Regions from separate parts of the Mus musculus genome. Here regions 2, 3, 4, 5, 6 and 7 are each linked to region 1. A link is a contact called in public ChIA-PET, Hi-C, HiChIP or PLAC-seq and promoter capture Hi-C data. All regions are on one chromosome and are shown on one strand. The core of a region is the stretch at or near the end of the contact, and the rest is flanking DNA. Distances in the headings are between cores, read along the strand shown. Region 1 holds the start of Colgalt1 (collagen beta(1-O)galactosyltransferase 1). Region 2 holds the start of Lsm4 (LSM4 homolog, U6 small nuclear RNA and mRNA degradation associated). Region 3 holds the start of Iqcn (IQ motif containing N). Region 4 holds the start of Pde4c (phosphodiesterase 4C, cAMP specific). Region 5 holds the start of Slc35e1 (solute carrier family 35, member E1). Region 6 holds the start of Ifi30 (interferon gamma inducible protein 30). Region 7 holds the start of 1700030K09Rik (RIKEN cDNA 1700030K09 gene).

Region 1 (3,339 bases), core at 476-2,975:
GCCAGCCCAGCATGTGCAAGGGTCCAGAGGCACAAAAGCTACTGGCAAGCTGAAACCCAAGGAAAGCTCTGCATGGCTGGGGAGAGCCTGGGGCCACCGTAGTGCCTCTGAGAACAGGAGCGTGAGCATGCACACACATTATTGCACACTGTCCTACAGGTTCTGAGCCTGATGCAGTAGTGCTGGGTGATTCTAGCACTCAGGAGACTGAGACAGGAGGCTGGCAACTGCCTCAGTCTGAACTACACAATAAGACAGGCTGGCAACTGGCCTCAGTCTGAACTATACAGTAAGACAGGCTTATCAGGAAGTTAAACAGGAGAGTGGATGCTGGCAAGACCCTAGACACAGCAGTAGGTAGCCACCAGACACAAAGGAATTCAGCCACAAAGGTGTGGCAGCTGTGTCCAAAGTTGCACAATGGAGTGAAGGACAACGGGACAAAGGTCTGCTGAGAGGATAGGGACCTGGTGGGGAAGCTGACGATAGAACTGGAGCATTCTAGATCCTACCTTCCCAAGCTTCAGTACTCCAGTCGGGGATTTGAGGCTCACCTGGGTTCCTCTGCCGGTCGCCACTCCACAGAGTGGTATAAACCCTTCACTGCCACCAGCCACTCTCGAAGTATGGCTGAAGTGTTGTCAGTGTTGTGATCTGTGGCCACCCTGTGAGCACAGACAGGACAAGATGATGGCACTGGGGGTTTCCCAACCTGGCTCAGACCCATCAGCTATAACACCCTGGATAAAACTCGCTACACTCCAAGCCTGTTGCCCATCCATCGGTGACAGGGGAGTAAAGATGACACCCAGCTCACTAGTACACAACTGAACAGAACCTGCTGGTTTGGAAAGCACATTGGTGTGAGACCCTGTCACAAAGATAAGTTCATTAACTTTGTTAGCGTGGAATGCTGGCCCGAGCCTCAGGAATCTTATCTGGAAGTCCCGGAGTTCGCTATAAGGGTCTGGAAGCACCAGCCTGGCCCATTCTAAGGAGTCAGAGGTTCTAGGATGGTAGCTCGCTGTGAGGGCTGGCAGCAAATCAGAACAGATTCCTAAGTACCTGAGGGGAGGAGGCAGCAGCTTGGGGTCCCAAGCCGCAGTGGGGACGAGCCCGGGCACTATGGATATAGAGCCGAGCCCCCTCAAGTGCGTAATCCCTGGGGTACATAACTCAGGTCCTCAGAAAGAGGACCGAGTCTCCGCAGCGCACAGCCGAGCCCAAGTGCATAGCAACCTCCCTCCGGTAGAGACTTGAGTCCCGCCTAGTCCCGGTGCACCGCGCAAGGGCCCGCAGCTCACCACAGCGCCGTGCGCTCCCGTGGGTGGCGCAGCTGCTCCAGGGCGCCCAGCGTGGCGGGCAGCGCGGGTGCCGCGTTCCGCGCCAGCAGCGCGATGAGCACGCGCGGCGCCTGTAGCGGGGACTCGGGGCTCCAGCGCTCCTCTGGAAAGTAGCCGTCCGCGCCGCGCGGGCCGCCCAGCGGCGGCAGCAGTAGGAGCAGTGGCAGCAGCGGCAGCCCGCGTGACCCGCGTGGCAACGCCGCCATCGCGCCACGCGTCGCCTTTAAGCAGCTTTTCTGCCGGGGGACGAGGGCCGCGCCTTAAAGGAGTCGGCGGCGGGAAGGACACATCCAGGTCCCACCCCTGACACGCTCCTTAAAGGGAAGTGGCCCGCGGGTCATACTGTGAGTCCTGGAGAGAGGCATGACAAGGCTACGCCTTTAAAAGCTTCCACTGCTTTCCGCCGACCGCAATAACCCGGTCACAAGACGTCACTTGCGGGGAGGTTCCGGAAGCCCCGCCCCTAGCTCGAGCTTTAAAGACACAGACAGTTCTTTGACCACGCCCTGAGAGTGTTCTGTTTTGGAGCCCTCTAATCTCACGCGGTGGCTCTTTACAGAAGCTTCTTCTATTTAGAACCATGTCATCTCAGTTTCCAAGGTTGCGACATGGTTATTTTTGTTTGTTCGTTGCTCCATTTAAGAAGCCATCGAGCCGGGCAGTGGTGGCCCACGCCTTTAATCCCAACACTTGGGAGGCAGAGGCAGGCGGATTTCTGAGGTCATGGCCAGCCTGGTCCACAGAGTGAGTTCCAGGACAGCCAGGGCTACACAGAGAAAGCCTGTCTCGAAAAATCATTAAAAAAAAAAAAAGCCAGCGAAATGGCTCAGTGGGTAAAATCGCTTGCTACCATGTCTGAGGATCCAGAATCCTCAGTCCCCAAATTGTATTGCCCTCTGGCCTTCTTAAAAATGGCTTGTGTGGGGCTGGTGAGATGGCTCAGCGGGTAAGAGCACCCGACTGCTCTTCCGAAGGTCCAGAGTTCAAATCCCAGCAACCACATGGTGGCTCACAACCATCCGTAACAAGATCTGACTCCCTCTTCTGGTGTGTCTGAAGACAGCTACAGTGTACTATTGTTATAATAACAAATAAATCTTAAAAAAAAAAATGGCTTGTGTGCGCCCCTTCCTGCTCTTACTGTTGTTTTCATTTTCTGTGTTTCAGTGTTTTGCCTACATGTACGGCTGTATAACGTGTGTGTGTGTGTGTGTGTGTGTGTGTCCCTGTTCTCCAAGGAGGTTAAAAGAGGGCATCAACTCCTCTAGAACTGGAGTTGCGGATAGTTGTCAACCACTGTGTGGTGTTGGAAATAGAACACCACTCAGGTCTGAGCACCTTTACCTACAGAACCATCCCACTAGCCCATTTCTCCTGGTTTGTTTTTAAAACAGGTTCTTACTCGGCAAGCTCACTCTATAAATTCACAGCTATACTTCTGCTTCATTCTCCTGTGTTCTGGGACAGGCATATACCACCAGGCCAGCAGACTGGTAAAATCCACATAGATTTTCCTACTCTGGTCCCTAGCCTCTAGAGGACCCTAGGGTCCACAAGACATCTCCTGATAGGTTATTTCTCCACCACTGGTGAAATGAGCCAATTTATGCCAGATTCGATTATATTAAAGATGGGTAGTTTTACTGGGGAGCTGCACTCGCTGACTGGCCCCAAGGATTGAGTGACATCACGGTGGGGGAAGGGAGAATGAGAAAGGGTGTGTACAACCACCACCCACAATGTCCTTCTGTAAAAGGAGTGATTCCCATTTGAACCCAGTTGAGTAGGTTTTCTGGAGACACTGATCATGTTTCCATGGGAACTCTTCCAGGCTTTTTTGTTTTGTTCTGTTTTTCTGAAACAGGGTCTCTCTGTGTAGCTCTGGCTGTCCTGGAACTCACTGTGTAGACCAGGTCTGGAACTCAGGAGATTCTCCTGTCTGTGCCTCTGGAGTGCTGGGATTAATAGCATGTGCCACCATGTCCCAGCCCTTCCA
Region 2 (3,339 bases), core at 450-2,949, 940 kb after region 1:
CTCCCTGGCTAGACACAAGGTCAGTGTGGGCGTGGGCTCTGCTGCAGCAGGGAGGAGCAGTAAACACTTGCTGAACACGCAGGGGTGGGGACACCCAGCACAGGTGCATCCTGTCCAGTGCCACAGGTAAGAAAAGTGTGGTGTAGGGACAGGCCACCACAACCCCCCACTCCCCTACTGTGTGTGCAGTGGGAGAGAGGAATGAAAGAAGTAATTAGGAATGTCTCCCCAAAATGAAGGAAGAAAAAGCTCAGAGTGAAATGGGCCAGGGCAGACAGGGAGGCTGGAGCTGGGATAGTCACAGGCTTTTGAGTGGAGGAGACATAGCTTTACACAGAGCAGCTGCAGGTGTTATAGCCACCCGTTCTGGAATCCAGTCCCAGCACCTCCCATTAGAGGAGCCAGTTCCAGGAAGGGAAATTCCTTCTCAGCCATCATCCAGACTCTCTGGGATCCAGTGTGTAGATGAGATAGCTAAAGAACCAAGTCTAGGGCTCTGAGTTCAGGAATGTTCAGCTGGGACACTCCTGTACCAGCCTGACCGCAGAGATATGGGAGTGTCTGTGCGCACCTGCATGAGGTGGGTGTCCAGTCCTGGACGCACCTGGCCATCCCTTCAGGAAGGCTCAGGGTACACCCAGTGGGGAGTGCTTACCTAGCATGTGTTAGGCCTAGAGTTCCTGCACCACAAAACCCAGGGTCATTCTGGAGTAAAGGCAGGGTCAGGAGTTCACAGTGATGCATGTATACAAATGGAGTTCAAAGGCAGCCTGGGCTATATGAGACCCTGCCTCACATCCTGACTCAAATGTGGAGTATACACGTGTCCTTTCCATACTCCAGTGACTGAAGCAAGAGGATCAGGAGTTTGAGGTTAGCCTGGATTATGTCAGTTCAGATCAGAAAGCCTAACCAAAAAACAAACCAAATATCCTACCATCAAGAACTGGGGAGATGGGAATATGTGGCTCTCCTCACTTAGGCCAACGCGCCCCTCGACAGAGCAGGGGGAAACCTGGCCTCCTTTACTTGTTTATGCCAGGTCTAAGAGTCCCCAAACTGAGGAGGCCTGAGCCTAAACTAGGAGAAAAAAAAAATCCTTTCTTCCTGAGCAAGACATGCTGTGTGTCCCAGGGAGAGAATCAACCCGCTCTCTGAGCTGGATTTCCAGCCAAAGGCGTGGGCAGCTGAGGTCAGACACCAGATAAGCATCAAGAGGGCAACGAAGCCCACGTGAGCCATTAAGCCCGCCCATTTCCCGGAAACGCAGCTTTCCTATCAATGACGGTGACAAGCCCCGGAAACGATCATAGTCCCTCTTCCGGTCGCAAAAACCGTGTCCATCAAGAGATAAATCCCCAACGGTGACCGTCTGGGGCCCTGGAGGGACACCGGTCACTCCGGCCTCAGTTTCCCCCATCTCTCAGCAGCCCGAAGACCCTGCGCGCGCCCCTCCGCCTCGCGGCCCTCACCATCTTCCCTGCAGCGATAACTTCCGCCGCGGCACAGACACACGCGCTCCCACCGGCGGCCCACCGCGCGCCCCAGACTGAAAAAGACTGGCAGAAACTATGACCAATCAGCGAGCAGCTCAACGGACATCTATCCAATCGGGACGGGCTAGGGCGGTACCTACGGAACAAGACGGACGGCCTCACCGTATTTCTACGGTGGGATTGAGAGGTAGCCGTAAAGTGCGACACTAGAACGACGCAAAAGGCCGCAGCACAAGTTACGCCCACTACGGGGTGTATGTTGGGAAAGGGCGCCTGCGCAGAGGTGCTCTCCTGGATCTGGTTCGGCGCCTAATTCGGCGCCACACTGTGGGCGAAGCTGGCTAATGCATGCGAGTCGCGCGGTGCCTATTTTGCGCTCCTAGCCTTTCATTCTTTGTTTTGTTTTGTTTTGTTTTCGAGACATTGCTTCTCTGTGTAGCTCTGGCTGTTCCTGGAACTCACTCTAGACCAGGCTGGCCTCGAACTCAGAAATCCGCCTGCCTCTGCCCACCAAGTGCTGGGATTAAAGGCGTGCGCCACCACTGCCCAGCTCTAGCCTTCCATTCTTGCCCTTATGGATCTCTTTGTCTTTACCAACTCAAATAGAATCTTTGAACACGAACGGCAGGTCTGGCGTTCCCTGGCGACAGGAAGTGAAAACAAATCTCTGGGATTTTCCTGTTTTGAGATGGGCTTCTGTGGCAGCTGAAGCTAGCCGATCATGAACTTGCATTAGACCCCGACTCGGCTTCTCCACTGCTGGATGGCCACTGTGGGCCATCAAGCTTTAATCCTTGCTTTAAAAAAAATCATTATCATTTTGGGAGGAACATAGTGTTTCTCTGTACATCCCTAGCTGGCCTTGAACACACAATGTAGACCAGGCTGGTATCGACCTTCCAGAGATCCTAGTGAGTGCTGGGATTGCAGGTGTGCACCACCATGGTTTAATGTGTCTTCTTGAGCTACAAATTCAGGTTCTCATGCTTGCCCAGTAGGGGTGCCAAAGAATGATATTCCGGACTCAAATAGTATGAAAACTCAAAGAGTGTCTTATTATGCAGAAGTTGAGCATGCTGGAGTCTCGAATTACCAAAATAGACACCCATGTTAACTTGGAGGTTTGATTTAAAGCACATTAGGAAATTCCGGGGCAGGTGACCTCTATGTTAATCTGTGAGGTCCATCTCTATGGACGTTCCATGGCAGGGCTGCGGGGGCTGGAAACTTACTGGGGAGGTCTGGAAACTGTTGCTTACCCATTGTCCTTGCCTCAGGCCAGGTGGTGGGGCAGCTTCTGAGGCCTGGACTTGTCTGGAATTGGCCAGTTCTTGGAAACAGATTTAGGCCACCTCTCCTTAACTGCCAGTTTGAAGCTTGTCATGAAGTCAGCCTAGCCTTCTCATCAGGAAGCATTTTTACCCATGGAGCCATCTCCTAGCCCTTCTATTTATTTTTATTTTCTTTGGCTACTGGTTATGGAATCAGAGCTCCACCCTGAGCTGTCCCAAGCAGGACAGCTGTTTGACCAAGCTGCTGAAAGGCCCTGGTACAGAATGTTAGCGATGAGTTCACTTGTTGGGATCCTCTGACCCGGGAGACTCCCTTGGCACACTCCCCAGGGCTCTTCTAAGTGATGGAGTGAGACTCCCGCACTAAGACTGCAGCTCAGCGGGAGGGATAGAAGCCCTGAGCTCCCGCCCCCACCCCCACCGCTAACAATAAAGTAAAGCAGTAAGTGCTGAGGAGCAGCGCCTGAGCAGAATGGGCACTATCTCAGCACTGTGGAGGCACTGCTGGAGAAGCACAGGTTCAAGACCATCCTCCACTTCATGGACAGTTC
Region 3 (3,339 bases), core at 243-2,742, 910 kb after region 1:
CCCCCACCAGCCCACTCACCTATCCCCAGAGCTGAAGCCACCAGCCCTGACAGCCAGCCTTGGGAACCGGGGCACCCAAATGTCTTTATGACTCCAGGTGAGTTCCGACCAATCCCCAGCAGCATTTAGGGGAAAGGGTTCTAGAGCTTGGAACTGGGGCCCCTGACAGGACAAGAGGATCTGAGCTGTCCTGATGGTCCAACAGGGAAGGAAAATTAGGGCTCTGAGCATAGAGCTAGCCTTCCCCCCTCTTGCCTTGTGTTTGGAGGGAGTTCTGTCACCACCTGACATAGCTGCTGAGCCTCCAAGATGTCCTGGAGACATCTCCTGGAGGGCATGAAAAGACACGTGCAAAGCTTCATATGGCCTGCAACAGTCAAGCACCGAGAGTTTATGGATTTTGGTGAGTTCCAGGCCAGCCTGGGCTGCATATGGAGACCCTGTGTAGAAAAAAATAAAAGGTCATGCAGTGTGAGCCACAGCCCTAGGAGGGGGCAGATGGAGTGAAGCCAATGTTCTGGGCCACCTCCCCAGGCTGGGCTCATACCCAGTGTGAGTCATAGATGCTCCAGCCAAGGCTGACACACACCTTGGCCTATGCACAGCAGGCTCAAGCCAGAACCACTTCGCCTGGCCAAGGGGCTACTAGAACAAGGCCTCTATGCAAAGAGCAGACATACAACCCTGTGGCTTTTCCCTGCCTCTCTCCTCTGTCCTTTAGCTGTTGTGAGCACTTCTAGTGAGCCTTTTGTTTCTTTGGGCACCTAGATATGGTGGTCTTAGCCCATGTGCTAGATGAGACTCAGGGAAAGAAATGTACTTGAATTGCAGAGCCAGCCTTTCAATGCTGGGGAACAGAACTCTGAGCCCAGGCCCCCTGGGCACATGATGTGCTCTGTCAAGAGTCCTTGGTGTTTTGAGATAGGCTCCTTATATACCCCAGGCTGGACTGAAACTCATGGCCCTTCTGCCTCTACATTGCAAGTGCTTAAGTCACAGGCTTGCAGGGCCCAGCCTGGCTCTGATCAGCTGACTGGAAACACTCCCAACATCAACAAAACCTCATTGGGCCGCTGTGGTGGCACATGCCTTTAGTCCCAGAGGTGGGAAAAACTGAGTTCGAGGCCAGTCTGGGCTATACAGTAAGACATCATCTCAAACAACACAAATCTTTATAAAGATCCAGATTCCATCTAACACTACAAAAGCAGAACACTGCAGACACTGGTGTACATGGTATCCCAACATTTCAAGGGCCAAAGGAGAGGTCAGAGTTCAAATTTCTACTATGCTGTTCACAGCCTGTAGAACAGGTTTCTGGGCCACTGCTGTGTAATAGGGGTACAATAATCTTGGCCCAGCTGGGCAGTGGTGGCACACACCTTTGATCCCAGCACTTGGGAGGCAGAGGCAGGAGGATTTCTGAGTTTGAGGTCAGCTTGGTCTATAAAGTGAGTTCCAGGATAGCCAAGGCTACAGGAGAAAAACCCTGTCTCAAAAAAAAAAAAAAACCCACAAAACAACAATAATAATAATCATCTTGGCCCTGAGAGGGACAGGGAAGAGGGGAACCAAGATCAGGACACCCCCTTTTCAGAGCACATAAGATAGAGGCCCACAAAGGAAGAGTATAGCTTTCATAGCTGCTGCAAAACTCCACCATGGTACCCAAGCTGGAACTCTTATGTGCCCGAAGCTCAGGAGAGTGCCTGCCCAGGAAACTCAGCCCTGGGCTCCATCCTCACACTGTATGAACTAGATTGTCATCCCAGCATCCAGGGAACCTATGTTCAAGCCTTTTCATTACTAGCTTTAGTCTTACTAGACAGGGTGTGTAGCCTGGGCTGGTCTAGGATTGAGGAGTCTCCCGCCTCGGCCTCCCAAATGTTAGGATGATGCCAGAACCAAGCTGGACCCACAAGAGTTCCATTCAGGGCGGGCAGGCAGGCACTCAGCAGCTGTCTAGGGACACCTGCCACCCACTGGGACTTACCATGTGACCTATCACCCACAGTGACACCCTGAGAGCCTCAAGACCCAGGGTCTCAACAGCAGTGGCCAGGGCTGACAGGAAACTGTATATATAACATGGGGGAGGGGAGGGGAGACGAGACCTAGGGTCAGATGTTCCCACTGGGCTGAGCTGGACGACCTTGATTAATCTGCTCTAAGCCCAGGGCACTGAAAACGGAGATGAAACAGGCAGGTGTGATGGCACATACCTTTAACCCCAGCACTCAGGAAGCAGAGGCAGGGGGAGCTCTGGCTGGTCTGCATAGAAAGTTCCAGAACAGTCAAGACTACATGAAGTATCCTTGTCTCAAAAATAAAGATGCTATGTGACTCAAGACAATTGCTTTACTTCGCTGAATATTGTTTCCTCAAAATAGAGCAGGTGCTGCGAGAAGGGGGCGTGTCAGGGAGATATTTAAATGCACCTACATGATTCTAGGCTCCCACATAGACTTGCAGAGAAGGCTCTGGGTCTGAGGTACCCTTTGAAACCAACAAAGGCGAATAAAATCTAGTGAGCACAGGCTGCAAGCCCAGCTCTTTTCTGTATGGATGAATCCCGGAGGCCCCAAGCTTGTAAGCACTTCCTTCTGCCCCTTCCCATGTAGTCACTCTTCTTCCTAAAGGATATACCAGCTAAATTGATAGGCTAGTCCAGGATTGCGTCCTGGTGCCACCTGGACCTGGGCCGACAGCGTGCACCTAGGTGGCGCTCGCTGCGCAGCAGATGTGCAGGCACGGCCCGCGCCCACGCCGCGTTCCCCCCCCCCAGGGGGGGGGGGAAGAAGGGGAGGAAAGAGGTTAGAGGAGGAGGGAGGGGGATGGGAGAGGGCTAGCCCCGCCCACCCTCAGCCCAGGCGGGGGAAGAAGGAGGCGGACAGCCAAGCTGGCGTAACGAAGACTTTACTGAAAACACAAAACCGGCGAACCAAGGATTACGGAACAGGAATGTGGACTCGTAGCAAAACAAAACCAAACAAAAAGAGAGGGGATGGTGTCGGGAGGAGAGAGAGCGGGGGGGGGGGGAGGGGAGAGGGTTTTTTTTTTCTTCTTCCCGTTTCTTTAAAAAACCAACACAAGGAAACACACACTCAACACGCAACCAACGTTTGTTCCCGAGTAGAAACATAAATAGGGCGGAATCGGACACTCCCGTTCTCTCTTCCAAAAGGCAAAAAAAAAAGGAAAGGCAGAGCGTGAGGCTGCGCGCCCCTTAGAGCCCCTACTCGGAGGTACAAAGGGGCAGCCACGCGCAGGACTGGGGGTAGAGAGGCGGCGCGAGGGCGGGGGTCGTGCGCTCGGGTTCCCCATCCAGAGTTAAGGGGG
Region 4 (3,339 bases), core at 306-2,805, 890 kb after region 1:
GAGGCCAGCCTGGTCTACAAAGTGAGTTCCAGGACAGCCAGGGCTACACAGAGAAACCCTGTCTCGAAAAAAACAAAAAAAAACAAACAAAAAAAAAAGGTAATTAACTAACTTCAAAGGCTGCCTGCCCAGCGGTTGCCCAGCCTGTAAGCCTAGCTGGGGCTGCCAGTTCCACAGAAAGCCTTGTGCTCCCTGCCTCCTCCTGGCTCAGACACTGGTCCAAGCACTCACAGCTGCCCACCCTCCTTGCCTAGCACAGAGCCCTGGGCTCCATCCCCAGCAGCACACAGAACAGGCAACAGCCCTCCCTTCACTTTGGGTTCCAGAGCTTAGGAGGTGGAGCTGGAGGCATAGGGATTAGAACGTCATATTTGGTTGCAGTCAAAGTTCGAGGCTAGCCTGGGCTACGTAAGACCCTGTCACATTGAAAGGAAAAAAAATCGAAAAAAAATCTCTCTGTCTCTGTCTCTCTGTCTCTCTGTCTCTCTCTCTCTCTCTCTCACACACACACACAGAGGCAGAGAGAGACAGAGAGACACAGAGGAACCATAAATCTAAAACAAATGAAGGTAGAGGGGTCTGGAGAGATGGCTCAGTGATTCCAGCAATGGCAGCTGGAGACCAGGGTTCTGTAACTCCAGTTTCAGGGCATGGATTGGCCTTTCCTAGCCTGAGTGGGCCCTGACCTCTGCGGTACACAGACAAACCATTCAGGCGGAAACCCCCATACAGAAAATAATAAAAAATATTTTTAGGGCTGAAGAGATGGCTCAGTGGTTAAGAGCAGTGGCTGCTCTTCCAGAGGTCCTGAGTTCAATTCTCAGCAACCACATGGTGGCCTACAACCATCTGTACTGGGATTCAATATCCTTTCCTGGTGTGTCTGAAGATAGCGACAGTGTACTCATAAGTAAATAAACAAACAAACAAATCTTTAAAATGACTTTTATCTTGCATTCAGGCCCTGGGCTCAGGGAGCCTCATTGTCCCTTTTCAGAGCAGGGACCTCAGTCCCCAGCTCCTGCACTGAGCCCAGTCCCGGCCTACTCACCTCAGTCCACAGGAAGGACAGGGCCGTGCCACTCCGCCTCATGGTGCAGGCTTCTGTGATGACAGGGATCAGTGAGACCAGGTCCCAGCCAGTTGCTGGGCCACCCCACGCCCCCAGAGCCCAGAGCCACATCAGCAAGGCAGCGAAGTCACAGCTGCCTGGCGAGGCTGCTGCAGGTACTCCCGCCCAAGCTCCCTACCCTGGCCAGCCCTAGGGACTAGAATCCTGGGTCCAGGTCACCTAGGAGAACCGTTCAGCGCCCGGAGGGACTCTTGCGCTTTGTGGGGTTTCTGAGAGCCGAGTTTCATGAGAGGTAGGCCTTCTCACACTGACACAGGTGTGGTACTCACTTCCAGCTGCTCCTGTGGGGACCTGCGCTGTGAGTGTGCTCTGTGACCTCCCAGGAGCAGAGGACAGACGGTCCTATCCCACTCCCAGCTGGGTTCTTTAACTGAGCACCAGACTAGACCCGAGCCAGGAGGCACCCTCGGGACTGGAGGAGGGGGTAAGGGCAGAGTGACCACAAGGGCAGGGAGGTGTGTGTGTGTGCCCAAGTGTGTGACCAAAACAGGGCTGAGGGGGAGGGGAGGAGAGGGGTGAGTGGCCAGGCAAAGGTTTACTTGTTAATGTGTTTACACCTGACAGAGGACAGAAATAGCCTGAGACTGAGGCATTACGTTAGTATTTTGGGGTACCAATCAAGGCACCCCAAGGCTTTAGGAAAGCTGTTCTGCTATGCTGTGCTGGTCCAGGCAGCTGATGACACTCTCTGGTCAAACCTTACCCACAAGTTAGAGCTGCAGTCAGAAGTGGGAAAGCCAGGGAGCTGGGACTGGAAGATGGAATGTGGCCTGGGCCTAGGAGATCTTGAGGCCACTCCAGTCTGTGGCTGTGAAGCAAGTTAATGTTTCACCCTACACCCCTCCCCCACAGACAGGCCAGGAGACCTCTCACCACCTACTCCAGTGGTCATCAGAGCGTGACCTGCTGTGGGTGGAGGTCACTTCAATCTGCTGTCAAACATCATAGCAACGAGGGAGACACCCTCACCTGTACTGAAGAGTGGGTCCTGTCTCACCCTAAAGTCGGCTGTCTGAAGGGTTACCAGACTGGAGCCTGAGCCACTGAGGGAGTGGTGGAGAGCAGGGTGTGCAGAGAGGAGCTGAGGCAGCCAGCTCCTTCCTCCCCGTGACCTCTGCACAGCCCACTTGGTACCTCCTGCCCCAAGGTTTTGAAGATTGCTGGAAAACTCAGATCCTTCCAGCAGTCAGAAGACCCCTCTTCACTTCACGGCCAGGTAGGCCTCGATGTCTTCATCAGGAAATAGGCCCATGCCTCTCCTACTGTAGGGCCTTTTCGTGCCCTGAGTACTTGCCCTGGGTACTTGCTCTGGGTGGGCTTTTTTTTGTTTTTTGGTTTTTCGAGACAGGGTTTCTCTGTATAGCCCTGGCTGTCCTGGAACTCACTTGTTTTTTTGTTTTTTTGTTTTTTGTTTGTTTGTTTGTTTGTTTTTTGAGACAGGGTTTCTCTGTATAGCCCTGGCTGTCCTGGAACTTACTTTGTAGACCAGGCTGGCCTCAAACTCAGAAATCCACCTGCCTCTGCCTCCCAAGTGCGCTACCACGCCCGGCCCTGGGTGGGCTTCTTAAGTCATGTGGATTTGTAGCTTTCCCCAGGCTGCCTCCCGTTAGGTTAGGTCTTCCAGTTCCTTGGATAGTGGCCTCTGTCCTGCCAGGACACTGGGTCACACAGGTCCTGGCTGGGGGGGGGGGGGGTGAGGACAGCAGCCCTGTCCTCTGACCCTGAAATGACATGCTCTGATTGTCATCCCCCCTGAAAGCAGACTCGGGGTTAACAGTGTGACTCCGGATTAAGGCAAAGAGGTACTCAACCCGAGAGTCAGGAAGCAGCTCTGAATCGTGAGACTTTACTCAGTTTATGCTTATTTAGTTTTATTTTTTAATGTGTTTTGCCTGCGTGTATGTCTGTGTGTCACCTGTGAGCCTGACGACTGCAGAGGGCAAAAGAGGCCACGGGACCCCTGGGACTGGGGTTGCTTACATGTGGGTGCTGGAAACAGAACCCTGGTCCCCTGAAAAGCAGACAGTGCTCTTAACCACTGAACCATCTCTCCAGTCTCCCACAAAAAAAATTTTTTTTCTAAAGATAGAGTCCCATGTAGCCCAGGCTGACCTCAAACCCCATATATAGCTCAGGGTGGACTTGAACACATGATCCTCCTGTCTCTACCTCCCAAGTGCAGGGATGACAACTGTGCTCCATCCCAC
Region 5 (3,339 bases), core at 556-3,055, 880 kb before region 1:
GCAGGGCCTCTCTATCTGCTTTTCATTGATTCATGGTCAACAACATCCCCTTGGTCACCCACCTAGAGGAGCCTCTTAGTGACATGGTGTACACCTTCCCTGCCCATCAGGGAGATTGCATGGCCCAGATGTACATAACTATTTTCTGGCCCTAGCCCTGGGCTAGCAGCTGCAGGCAGACCCAAGGCTGCCTCCATACCTGACAGGTGTCCACTAAGATGTCACCTTCGTTATATAGTAATGATCTACCCCCTCTCTCCCACATACACAATTAAGCCAAGATTAGGTGTCTAGTATTTTTTTTTCACTCATCCATATCTTCTTAATTTCAAAGATAACAGTTATTCATAAAACAGCAGCTTCATGGTTTAAGTCTTAGAACATACCTCCTGGTCTGGTTGGTACCAAAGCCAACCCAGAACCCGTTTCAGAGCCAGTAGGAATTTCTGAGGTTTGTTGCAGAATGGCCCCACTCCCCATTACAGGGCCATTTGAGGAGGTGAAACCACAGCTGGGTTGCCCTGAGTACATGTACCTGTTGTGAAATGAAAAAGCTTCCAGAGTTGCCAGGGCCAAATCCAATATGAAATAAAAGCAACCAAAACACATCAGTGGGGCCATCTGACACTGCTCTGTCCAAAGATCCTAATTCCTCTTGTATTTAGTTTGTGACAAAGGCCTTAGGGTACAAAGCCCAGCGTCCTATCACCATATTCTTAAACTCCTGCTTTGGGAGGGACCAGGCCATTTTCTACTCAGATCCACAAGGACTGCCACATGTGTGATGAGTATCCAGCAAACCCCAGGGTACAACACAGTCTACCTTGAAGAACGGGTGAGTAGCTACGCATGGTGCTCAGGAGGCGGAGGCAGGCAAATCTCTGAGTTCGAAGCTAGCCTAATCTACAAATCGAGTCCATGACAGCCAGGAATCTGTTACACAGAGAAAAGCAAACCAAAACATAGGTGAGGTAGAAAGACACCCTGGCATTCAAGGAGACGCTGTAAAGGAGAATATTGAGGTTGGCGAGATGGCTCAGCAAATAAACGCTTGCTGCCAGAGTTAGTTTCTTTTCCTGGATGCACATGGTAGAAAAGAGACAAAAGACTCAACTCGTCTGACCTCAATATGTGTATACACACGCTCGTGCCCGCCTCCATAAATGAACACATTTTAAGGAGCGCGAACAACTATTCTCCCTCACTTAAAAGCACACGATCTTGGGAATCGAGTTTTGTAAGTCTAGTCCTGCCTTCGTGGTTTTGCCCAGCATCGTACCGGTCAGCTGAGCTCTTAAGACACTGTCGCAGGAGACACTTAACCCTGGATTTCTCTCGGTTGGTCTGTGAGGGGAAATTGACACCTACCGCACAGCTTCCGAGGACCCGGCGTAGTCCAGAGGATTTACCGCAATCGGTTTCTTTTCTTCTAAAAGATCTAAGCCCTGTCTACGCCCCAGGCACGCGGCTTCCACAGCCTCAAGTGGGCGGGCCCGCGTCGCCCGGCACCTCCCACGGAGTCCTGCCAGTCACCGGAGAGAACGTAACGCGCTTAACCCACCCGCGGGCCCTACGGCCCGCCTTCCGGGCTTAGCCCCGCCCCCTCCCGGAAAGCGTTTAAGTGAGGGTAGGGCCCTCGCCGACGACGTGTACGGGCGCGTCGGCGGACGCGCGACGATGACGTATGGGGCGGTGGCCAATGGCGAGCGGCGATGACGCAAGGGCCAGGGGCCAATGGTGAGCGGCGTCTGCCGGCGCGCCCTCCAGGGCTGTCCCGCCCCCTGCCCGCGTCCGGCGGTCGTCCGGCGGGAAGGGGCGGCCGCTCGGGCAGGATGGCGGCGGCGGCAACCGCGGGTCCCGGCGCGGGCGCAGGGGTCCCGGGCGCGGGTGGCGGCGGCGGGGCGCGCGAGGGTGCGCGGGTGGCGGTGCTGTGTCTACTATGGTACGCGCTGAGCGCGGGCGGTAACGTGGTCAACAAGGTGATTTTGAGCGCCTTCCCGTTCCCGGTCACCGTGTCGCTGTGCCACATCCTAGCGCTGTGCGCGGGGCTGCCGCCGCTGCTGCGCGCCTGGCGCGTGCCGCCCGCGCCACCCGTGTCGGGCCCCGGACCCGGCCCGCATCCGGCGTCCGGCCCGCTGCTGCCGCCGCGCTTCTATCCGCGTTACGTACTGCCGCTTGCCTTTGGCAAGTACTTCGCGTCGGTGTCGGCGCACGTCAGCATCTGGAAGGTGCCGGTCTCCTACGCGCACACCGGTAAGTGCTGAGGCGGGCTTTGCGCGCTGTCTGGGGCTTCGAAGTGTGGGTACGAGTGCGCGGGCCGTCTGACTGAGACGCCGCCAAGGTGCGTCGGATTCTCACGTTGGAAAAGGTCTGAGGAGTTTACCGAGCGCCTAGCAGAATTGACTCCAGCTATTGGGATCGAGAGGAAGCCTTACAGAAGGAAGGTTCAGGGTCGGGTGTGCAGGTTGCCAGGACTGCCCACTGAGTGCCTTTTCCTCTCTTGCAGTCAAGGCCACCATGCCCATCTGGGTGGTCCTCCTGTCCCGGATCATCATGAAGGAGAAACAGAGCACCAAGGTAACTCTGGCAGAAGCCCTGGGCTAGGCGGGATTCCCAGTAGCTGACCAGGTTGATGACGTGGTTGGACCGTGGCATCCTCCTGCTTCCTGTCAAATAAGGAAGTCAAGGTGTCAGCCTTGTCCTGTGGCTAGCACCTAGCATCCCGCACTCACCTTTCAGACAGCAGATGTGTGTGTGAATGGGGCGATATCACCACATAATCTCTTGCTTGTTGTCCCTGAGCGCCACATCCCTCTGGCGTCCACTGTTCTTTTCTGTTATGATTCCGACTCTGGGATTGGTGGTAGGTGATGTCTTTGGTTCCATTTTAGCAAGTCACCAACAAATTAAGTTGGGACAAGTTTTCCTTCTCTTATTTTATTTTCTAATGTTTATTTATGTGTGTGTGTTGTGCATTGCCACGTGTATGGAAGTCAGAGGACAGTTTTCACCTTGTGGATACCTGGGATCAGATTCAAGTTGTCAGGCCTGGTCCTGACGAACTTACAAACTATCATGTCCTAGTTTTTCTGTCACTAGACAGAATGGTTGGTAGGGGTTGTCTGGATCTGATGTGAGTAGGCCAAAGGAGTTTGACCGTGGCAGAATCTAGCCAGTTTGTAGAAACTAAAACTTTACAAAGCCTGGCATGGTGCCATGGGTCTGTCTTCCCAGCACTTGAGAGGCAGAGGCAGGAGAATAAGGAGTTCTAGACACACACCTTTAACACAGCACTCTGGAGGCAGAGGCAGGAGGATTTCTGAGTTGGAGGTCAGCCTG
Region 6 (3,339 bases), core at 408-2,907, 840 kb after region 1:
AGACTGTGCAATCGCCTCCCCTTTGGGACAAGGGCCCTGGGTGTGTCCCTGCTCCCTGGACCCCATACCTGCCCAGGGCGGATGGGCAGCAGGTTTTGTACGGTACATTTATTGATACGAATATGAAACATTGTACCTGTTGGCTGAGTGTCTTTGGGGACTGGAATTCCTAAACCCTGTTGCGAACGACAGACTTTGTCCTGCCAGTGGCCATGCCCCATACCCATGTCCTGGCCTGCCAGGGACCCTAAACCCAAGAACAGCCCCTCTTCTGCTGCCCCAGCTCCAGGGTGCTCGGACAGACACAAGCTGTGACGCCCATGTCGTCCTTAACTTCCTCATCAGGAAGAAAGGCAACAACCTCCCAGCCACCCAGGCGGGTGTCGCCTGTCCCTAGTCTCCCTGATTTGTGAGGGGAGACCAAGCTCTGGCCCTCTGCACACTTGCTGACCAGACCCCAGGATCTGTGCTCATTAGCAAAAGTCCTGCACTAGGGTAGGAACACATCAAGACTTAAGCCCATGAGTACTTTGCCAAGTGCTCCCATTCCCCCTCCAGCGCGTTTAGGCTCAGCTAGGACAGTAACGGACAGAACCCGTCCCTGACCCACTACCCTATGGGTTCAGTTGGCCTTGGTCCATGCTGCATCCTGCAAGTGACCTAAGACAAACAGCACCTTGTGACCCCAGAGCCTGGGAAGCTGAGGCACAATCACAAGCTTATTAGCTGGGGAGACAAATCAACAAAAGAGAAAACAAATGTTATCCGTACTCGTGGCCTCAGGGGTGGTCTCTGCCCAGCTTGCAGAGGGGTGAGGGTTGGAATCAAGACTTGGTTAGAACAGAACTCAGCATGTAGCCATCCCAAATCGCCATCCCCTCTAGCTTGCTGTCTCCTACACAGAAAACCCGGTTTTCTCACGCTTGGAGCTGGAACTTTTCCTGCTGGTGCTGCTGTTCTGTGGCCTGTCACTGCTCCAGGGACCCAGGGTTCAATTCTCAAACTGACTTGGTGCAGAGGCTCTCACAGCATGATCCTTTCCTGGCGACTCTATCCACAGTCATGTGTCACTAGCACCCCATTTCACAGACTGGGAAACCGCAGCTGATGGAAAAGGACAGTGTCTGGAGTCCAGGCACATCTCCAGTCTCACACTCAGTTGCTGGAAGCAAGTACCTCAGCTATGTCCTCAACCCAAGCCAGGGCCCAGAACCAGAGATGGGAAGTTGCCCTGCCTAAGCTAGCTTCTTTGCTGTGGCCTGAATCAGCGGAGGTGGGGGGATGTGCCGGGCGGGCGGGGCTGGCTTGCTGTGACCTGGAGTCATGGCAGTAAGAATTAGTGATGAGAATGTGTCACTCCCCCACCTCCGCTGGGCTCTGGGGAAGAACATGAGCCTCCTGTCCCTCGGTCTGGTCGTCACTGTCTGGAGTCCCCCTTCCCATGCCTGATCCAAAAACTTCACGTGACCAGACATGCTAGCCGCGGAGGACTGGAGGCTGGACAGAGTCTTGTGGCCTCGTGATTTGGGACCAGCACCTGGCTGGGGCGGAGCCTTCAGGAAAGGAGTCCCAGGGTTAGAAGGAGCCTGGATGGGGCGTGGACTTAGTGGGTGGGGCCTCCACTTGCTTAAAGTCTCCCGCCTTCCTGGCCTGACCAAGCAGTCCTGCCAGCTTTTTCCTCCGCAGCCATGTCCTGGTCTCCGATCCTACCATTTTTGTCCCTTCTGCTTCTGCTGTTCCCACTCGAGGTTCCCAGAGCAGCCACTGCGTCCCTTTCGCAAGCATCCTCCGAAGGCACAACCACCTGCAAGGTAGGGACCGCAACGCAGGAAGGGGCCCAGGGTCAGATGCCCGCCAGTCTGTCAGCTTAGGGACTTCTCTGCACTTATTCCGTGAACTCGTTTTGGGGAACTCCAATGTCTTCAGGGAAAGCTGTCACGCCCAGGGCCGCCACCCCTAATCCAGTCCCTGAACTCTGAGTACCGTGTCCACGTCCTTTCTCTTCCCCATCTCAGGTCTGAAAAATGCAGCTATCCCCTGCCCGCCTTGCCTGAGCATTTATCAACCACCTACCGGATATGTCTGAGTGAAGAGCTGAGGGATGGGCACGCGCACGGGGTGTGTGTATGTGTGTGAGGGGGGGTGTTCTGCTCCAGACCTGTTGAATCACTGTCTGGTCTCCACCCTCACACAATTCTTGTCGCTTACGGTGTGCGTTCCAGCCGAAGAAGAGAGGGGGCTAGCGTGCTTCTGACCTGGAGCAAACACATGCCCCGCACGCCTAGATCCTTGCTCAGACTCGGCCCGCCCTCCCCGGGGACCGGAAGTCTCTGCACGCATCAGGCACCTTCTGTGTCTAGTCGGGCATCAGACTGGGTGAAGTTTCCCTGGGTCCCTGGAGAGGAAGAATAGAGTCTTCGTGGGTGAAAGGCATCGCTGTGATGCGCAAAATTACAGAGGTGGGGAGGGAGGAGGGACGGAGAGAGATCAAGCGAGAGAGCATGTATTTGGCTTCAGAGTGTGCATCTCTGAACAGACAAAGCTGAGCGAGAGAGCAGCAACTAGAAATATGCATATCTTTTTTTTTTCTTTTACTTTATTTTACTTTATTTTGATTTGGTTTGGTTTTCTGTTTTGTTAATGGAGGGGACAGAGTCTCAGTGTAGGGCTGACTGTCCTGGAACTCACTATGTACAGCAGGCTGGCCTGGAACTCTTCCTCTGCCTCCCGGGTGCTAGTGTTGTCTTAGCACTTCCTGAATATAGTTAAAGATTGTGCATTCGCTGAGCACCTACTGTTTGAGAGCCTGTCAGGTTCCGTTTTGTAGATAAACTGTGATTGCGGAACAGGATCTAGAGTCTCGAAAACCTCAGAGGGGGAAAAAAAAGCCTGGCGGTGGTGGCGCACGCCTTTAGTCCCAGCAATTGGGAGGCAGAGGCAGGCAGATTTCTGAGTTCGAGGCTAGCCTGGTCTACAAAGTGAGTACCAGGACAGCCAGGGCTACACAGAGAAACCCTGTCTCTAAACCCCCCCCCCAAAAAAACCCTCAGAGGGCCCGGGATGTGGCTCACTGGGAGACTGCTCCCCCAACACGTGCAAAGAAACCTTTAGTCCCCAGTGCCACAAGGCTGAACGAACTATAAGGGTCTTGGCATAGGGCTGCCCTCTTCAGGGGTGACCGGGGCCATACCTCACCAGACACCTCTCTTCCTTTCAGGCCCACGATGTGTGCCTCTTGGGGCCACGCCCATTGCCCCCTTCACCACCTGTCAGAGTCAGCCTGTATTATGAGTCCCTGTGTGGAGCTTGTCGCTACTTCCTCGTCCGGGATTTGTTCCC
Region 7 (3,339 bases), core at 509-3,008, 830 kb before region 1:
GTGGGGTATACACACAGAGACATATGTACGGGGGGGGGGGGTCTGAGGTATAGCTCACTAGCTAAGGAGCTGTTTGGTACAAAGCAAGCCCTAGGCTCTGTTACCAGAACCTGCCCCCCACCCCCCCAAAAAAAGTAAAATTTGAAACCAACAAAAGAATACGTTACCAAGAACACCTTTCCAAGGTTGCTCCTGCTGACACTGGAGCCAGGGAGCTCCTGGTTTCTATTTGCTTCTTTTTCTCTAGAAGATTCCATCAAGCTTCTAAGCAGTAGCATTTCCTCCTCCTCGTCACTGGCAGATTCTTTCTTTGTGGGCAGCAGAGCTTGCTTCCCTGTCCCCACTGCCAGCCCTGGGGACCTCGCTTCAGTGGGCAGCTCCTTCTTCTTCAGAAACCTGCTACCGTTACCACTCGGCCCATCGCTCTTTGACACACATGTTTTGTTCACTTGTTTCTGGAAAGTTCTGTGTGGGTACTGGGAAGAAACAGAAGCTGCACCTGTCCTCTTAGGAAGACTCTGCTCGATGGATGTGGAGTCAGACTCCACATCAGACCAAGCCATGGGCACCTGCTTCCGATTCAGGATCTTGGTTTCAATCTGGGCCAGTTTCCTAAGGGCCTCACTGGCTCTGGTCTTGGAGGAGATGGTGGGAGGCCTCAAGCCCAGACTCACCCCCCTCCCTGCCATGGCCTCCTCTTTGGGCATCAAATATTTCTCGTCCATCGTTTGGTTTCTCTTTAAGATTCTGCTCTGCCCAGGTGTCACTTGGCCAAGACTTCGGGCTTGTAAGTTTCTGATCTCTTCCATCCTCGAGCTATCTAAGAACATATCCCTTAAGTCAAAACCACTACGTGGAGGGCCAAAGGGTCTTCTTGTGGAAGCCATTCTAGGAAAATAAAGATTGTGTTTTCAGCCTTTAAAAGTACTTCACTGTATAAGTATACTTTTTGTTTTGTTTTTATTTTTTTCAAGATAAGGTTTCCCTGTATAGCTCTGGTTTTCCTGGGAGCTCCTTAGATCAGGCCTGCCTCCCAAGTGCTGTGATCAAAGGTGTATGCCACCACCACCCAGATAAAAGTATTTCTTTTAATAAGCTGTAGGGCGTGTGGGACAGGCATAAGAACTGGTAAGGTTGAGTGAGCTCAAAACCAAAGAATCGGGGCTGGTGAGATGGCTCAGTGGTTAAGAGCGCCGACTGCTCTTCTGAAGGTCCCGAGTTCAAATCCCAGCAACCACATGGTGGCTCACAACCATCCATAACGAAATCTGATGCCCTCTTCTGGAGTGTCTGAAAGACAGCTACAGTGTACTTACATATAATAAATAAATAAATCTAAAAAAAAAAAAAAAAAAAAAAAACCAAAGAATCTCAGAGAGATTTGAGGACAGGCGTCCAGATTCGTACCTATATCTGTACCTGCTCTGGAACCTGTAACCAGGATACACAACTGAGAGGACCCATATCACACAGCACCTGGAGTTCTTCTCCATGCTAATAACACTGCCTATACTCAGTTTCCTCGCTATTGTTTGCAAGCCCTAAGGGATCATGCCCCATCGCTCTCCAGATGAGGAACCTCTGGTGTGGGTATGCCGCCCGTTTTCCTGAAGCCCCTTGCCAACCCACTTGATCACTGTGAGGTCACCTGAGTAGCTGCGTTGGCTTCTTCCCGCTAGGCTTCAGCCTCAAAGTATAGGCCCCAGTGTGCGGTTGCCTCAGGAGACAGCGCCAGAGCAACTAGAGACTACATTTCCCGTCGGCCACCGCGCTCCACCCACCAATGAGCAACTCAGGTCACAATCCCGGGCGTCACGGGACCAGTAATTTCAGCGCACCCATTAGCGTCCCCAGGTCATAATCCCAAGGCATGCCGGGAGTTGTAGTTTCTGAGTTGCGCCCGTCAAGCGGTACGGACGCCTGAGAGCAGAGAGTTGAAGTCGCACGTGCAGCTATGGTCTCGGCTCGTGCATTGCTCTGGGCCATCTGTGTGCTGCGCGTGGCACTAGCCACTGTGTACTTCCAGGAGGAGTTTCTAGACGGAGGTGAAGGCGATTGCCGTGGTGGCTGGTGGCCTGTGTCCACCATCTATGATATGGACCCGTGCGCTTTGCACCACTAACCCTCCTGTCTCCCCACAGAGCGCTGGAGGAACCGCTGGGTGCAGTCCACCAATGACTCCCAGTTTGGGCACTTCAGAGTCTCATCGGGGAAGTTCTATGGGCATAAAGAGAAAGACAAAGGTTAGTGTAGAATCGGGAGCAAATAGAGTAGAGTTAGAAACCTCATGGCACCCTGACAACGCACCCACCGTTCAAGCCAGGACACTGAGGCACATGCAGGCTCTGCAATACCCTGTTTGGGTTTACATTCCTTTACGATTGACCAGAGTAGCCGGGCGGTGGTGGCGTACGCCTTTAATCCCAGCACTCAGGAGGCAGAAGCAGGTGGATTTCTGAGTTCGAAGCCAGCCTGGTCTACAGAGTGAGTTACAGGACAGCCAGGGCTACACAGAAACCCTGTCTTGGAAAAAGAAAAAAAAAAAAAAATTGACCGAAGTGTGTTTTGGTTTAGTCTTTGAGCAGTCTCATGTAGCCCTAGATGGCTCTAACTCTCAGCCTCCCAAGTGCTGGTTACTTTTTCCACATCTATGTATGTTGGAGGCAGTATGCACCTTGAGTGTGGATTGGAATGACAGTGGAGGTGCTCAGAAAGTGCTGGAATGACAACTGGAGTCAACAGGAATGACTGTGTTGGCATTTTTCAGTAGTTGCCCAAGATCATCTCACTTCATGAAAATTGGAACCATGCTGTAGCACAACCTAGAATCCTAGCACTCCAGGGTCTTCATGAGGCAGGAAAATCACAAGTTCAAGACCAGCCTAGCTATAGAGTGAGCTCTGGCCCACCCTAAGATACAGCCAGGTCTTGGCACAAAACAAAAAGAGGGGAAATCAAAATGAAAAGTGGGGCCAGCTAGATTGGCCTGTGGCCAAGCTTGGTAACCTGAGTTTGATCCCCAGAACCTACAGGGTGGAAGGAGAGAACCTATGCCCACAAGTTGTTCTCTAACCTTGGCACATGCCCCAACCCCACAAAATGAACGAATAAATAAATAATTAAATTGTATTTTCTTTAGGTTTTTAGTTTTGTTTGTTTTGAGCCAGGGTCTCTATGTATCTCTGAATGTCTAGAAACTCTTAAATCCACCTGCCCCTTCCTCTGCCTCTTGAATGCTGGGATTAAAAGCATACACCAACAAAACTGGCTAATAAATATGTATGTCTAACATCTATGAAGTCCTGAATCCCAGCTCCAGTACAGCCTAAACGGGTTGTA

What was found. Promoter capture Hi-C pulls out the DNA fragments that hold promoters and counts their contacts. A called contact is a pair of places that touch in the nucleus more often than the background predicts. ChIA-PET counts read pairs in DNA pulled down with a chosen protein or histone mark. HiChIP or PLAC-seq counts read pairs in DNA pulled down with a chosen protein or histone mark.
Region 2: a contact with region 1 is called in an RNA polymerase II ChIA-PET map of memory CD8 T cells, with 59 read pairs. The contact joins the promoter of Lsm4 here to the promoter of Colgalt1 in region 1. A contact is called at or near these places in 6 of 39 promoter capture datasets (the C10 cell line, cranial neural crest, embryonic stem cells and 3 more) and 3 of 115 datasets of contacts at active chromatin or transcription factors (embryonic stem cells, memory CD8 T cells and pancreatic cancer cells).
Region 3: an RNA polymerase II ChIA-PET map of memory CD8 T cells shows a contact between it and region 1, with 206 read pairs. The contact joins the promoter of Iqcn here to the promoter of Colgalt1 in region 1. A contact is called at or near these places in 3 of 39 promoter capture datasets (cranial neural crest, hippocampal neurons and pre-B cells) and 2 of 115 datasets of contacts at active chromatin or transcription factors (memory CD8 T cells and pancreatic cancer cells).
Region 4: a promoter capture Hi-C map of pre-B cells shows a contact between it and region 1, with 2.4 times the contacts expected there. The contact joins the promoter of Pde4c here to the promoter of Colgalt1 in region 1. A contact is called at or near these places in 2 of 39 promoter capture datasets (hippocampal neurons and pre-B cells), 2 of 115 datasets of contacts at active chromatin or transcription factors (memory CD8 T cells and pancreatic cancer cells) and 1 of 9 other capture datasets (liver).
Region 5: a Hi-C map of muscle stem cells shows a contact between it and region 1, with 4 times the contacts expected there. The contact joins the promoter of Slc35e1 here to the promoter of Colgalt1 in region 1. A contact is called at or near these places in 1 of 39 promoter capture datasets (neutrophils), 1 of 484 Hi-C or Micro-C datasets (muscle stem cells), 1 of 115 datasets of contacts at active chromatin or transcription factors (microglia) and 1 of 9 other capture datasets (adipose tissue).
Region 6: a FOXA1 HiChIP or PLAC-seq map of pancreatic cancer cells shows a contact between it and region 1. The contact joins the promoter of Ifi30 here to the promoter of Colgalt1 in region 1. A contact is called at or near these places in 8 of 39 promoter capture datasets (the C10 cell line, cranial neural crest, embryonic stem cells and 4 more), 1 of 484 Hi-C or Micro-C datasets (B cells), 6 of 115 datasets of contacts at active chromatin or transcription factors (embryonic stem cells, extraembryonic endoderm stem cells, forebrain and 2 more) and 1 of 9 other capture datasets (embryonic stem cells).
Region 7: a contact with region 1 is called in a promoter capture Hi-C map of pre-B cells, with 2.6 times the contacts expected there. The contact joins the promoter of 1700030K09Rik here to the promoter of Colgalt1 in region 1. A contact is called at or near these places in 5 of 39 promoter capture datasets (the C10 cell line, cranial neural crest, frontonasal cranial neural crest and 2 more) and 2 of 115 datasets of contacts at active chromatin or transcription factors (memory CD8 T cells and pancreatic cancer cells).

What each region holds. Positions count from the first base shown.
Region 1 is chr8:71,609,410-71,612,748 of GRCm38.p6, reverse strand. Colgalt1 (collagen beta(1-O)galactosyltransferase 1) reads right to left here and starts at 1,725. Exons shown (of 12, transcript NM_146211.3): 1 at 1,305-1,725; 2 at 555-665. The coding sequence starts at 1,549.
Region 2 is chr8:70,671,591-70,674,929 of GRCm38.p6, reverse strand. It overlaps Lsm4 (LSM4 homolog, U6 small nuclear RNA and mRNA degradation associated), which reads right to left and starts at 1,699. Exons shown (of 5, transcript NM_015816.4): 1 at 1,473-1,699. The coding sequence starts at 1,475.
Region 3 is chr8:70,700,178-70,703,516 of GRCm38.p6, reverse strand. It overlaps Iqcn (IQ motif containing N), which reads right to left and starts at 1,492. Exons shown (of 4, transcript NM_001370847.1): 1 at 1-1,492. Jund (jun D proto-oncogene) reads right to left here. Exons shown (of 1, transcript NM_010592.5): 1 at 2,901-3,339.
Region 4 is chr8:70,722,280-70,725,618 of GRCm38.p6, reverse strand. It overlaps Pde4c (phosphodiesterase 4C, cAMP specific), which reads right to left and starts at 1,555. Exons shown (of 17, transcript NM_001310465.1): 1 at 1,402-1,555; 2 at 1,052-1,104. The coding sequence starts at 1,093. It overlaps Gm34255 (a long non-coding RNA gene), which reads left to right and starts at 1,091. Exons shown (of 3, transcript XR_379077.3): 1 at 1,091-1,227; 2 at 1,985-2,348. Gm3336 (predicted gene 3336) reads right to left here. Exons shown (of 4, transcript NM_001195253.1): 4 at 2,984-3,339.
Region 5 is chr8:72,491,080-72,494,418 of GRCm38.p6, reverse strand. Slc35e1 (solute carrier family 35, member E1) reads left to right here and starts at 1,805. Exons shown (of 6, transcript NM_177766.3): 1 at 1,805-2,253; 2 at 2,507-2,577. The coding sequence starts at 1,833.
Region 6 is chr8:70,764,981-70,768,319 of GRCm38.p6, reverse strand. It overlaps Ifi30 (interferon gamma inducible protein 30), which reads left to right and starts at 1,657. Exons shown (of 8, transcript NM_023065.3): 1 at 1,657-1,811; 2 at 3,218-3,339. The coding sequence starts at 1,689. 6330537M06Rik (a long non-coding RNA gene) reads right to left here. Exons shown (of 2, transcript XR_003947402.1): 2 at 745-2,395. Pik3r2 (phosphoinositide-3-kinase regulatory subunit 2) reads left to right here. Exons shown (of 16, transcript NM_008841.3): 16 at 1-144.
Region 7 is chr8:72,442,299-72,445,637 of GRCm38.p6, reverse strand. 1700030K09Rik (RIKEN cDNA 1700030K09 gene) reads right to left here and starts at 1,758. Exons shown (of 8, transcript NM_028170.2): 1 at 1,649-1,758; 2 at 168-888. The coding sequence starts at 887. Calr3 (calreticulin 3) reads left to right here and starts at 1,860. Exons shown (of 9, transcript NM_028500.3): 1 at 1,860-2,045; 2 at 2,142-2,243. The coding sequence starts at 1,955.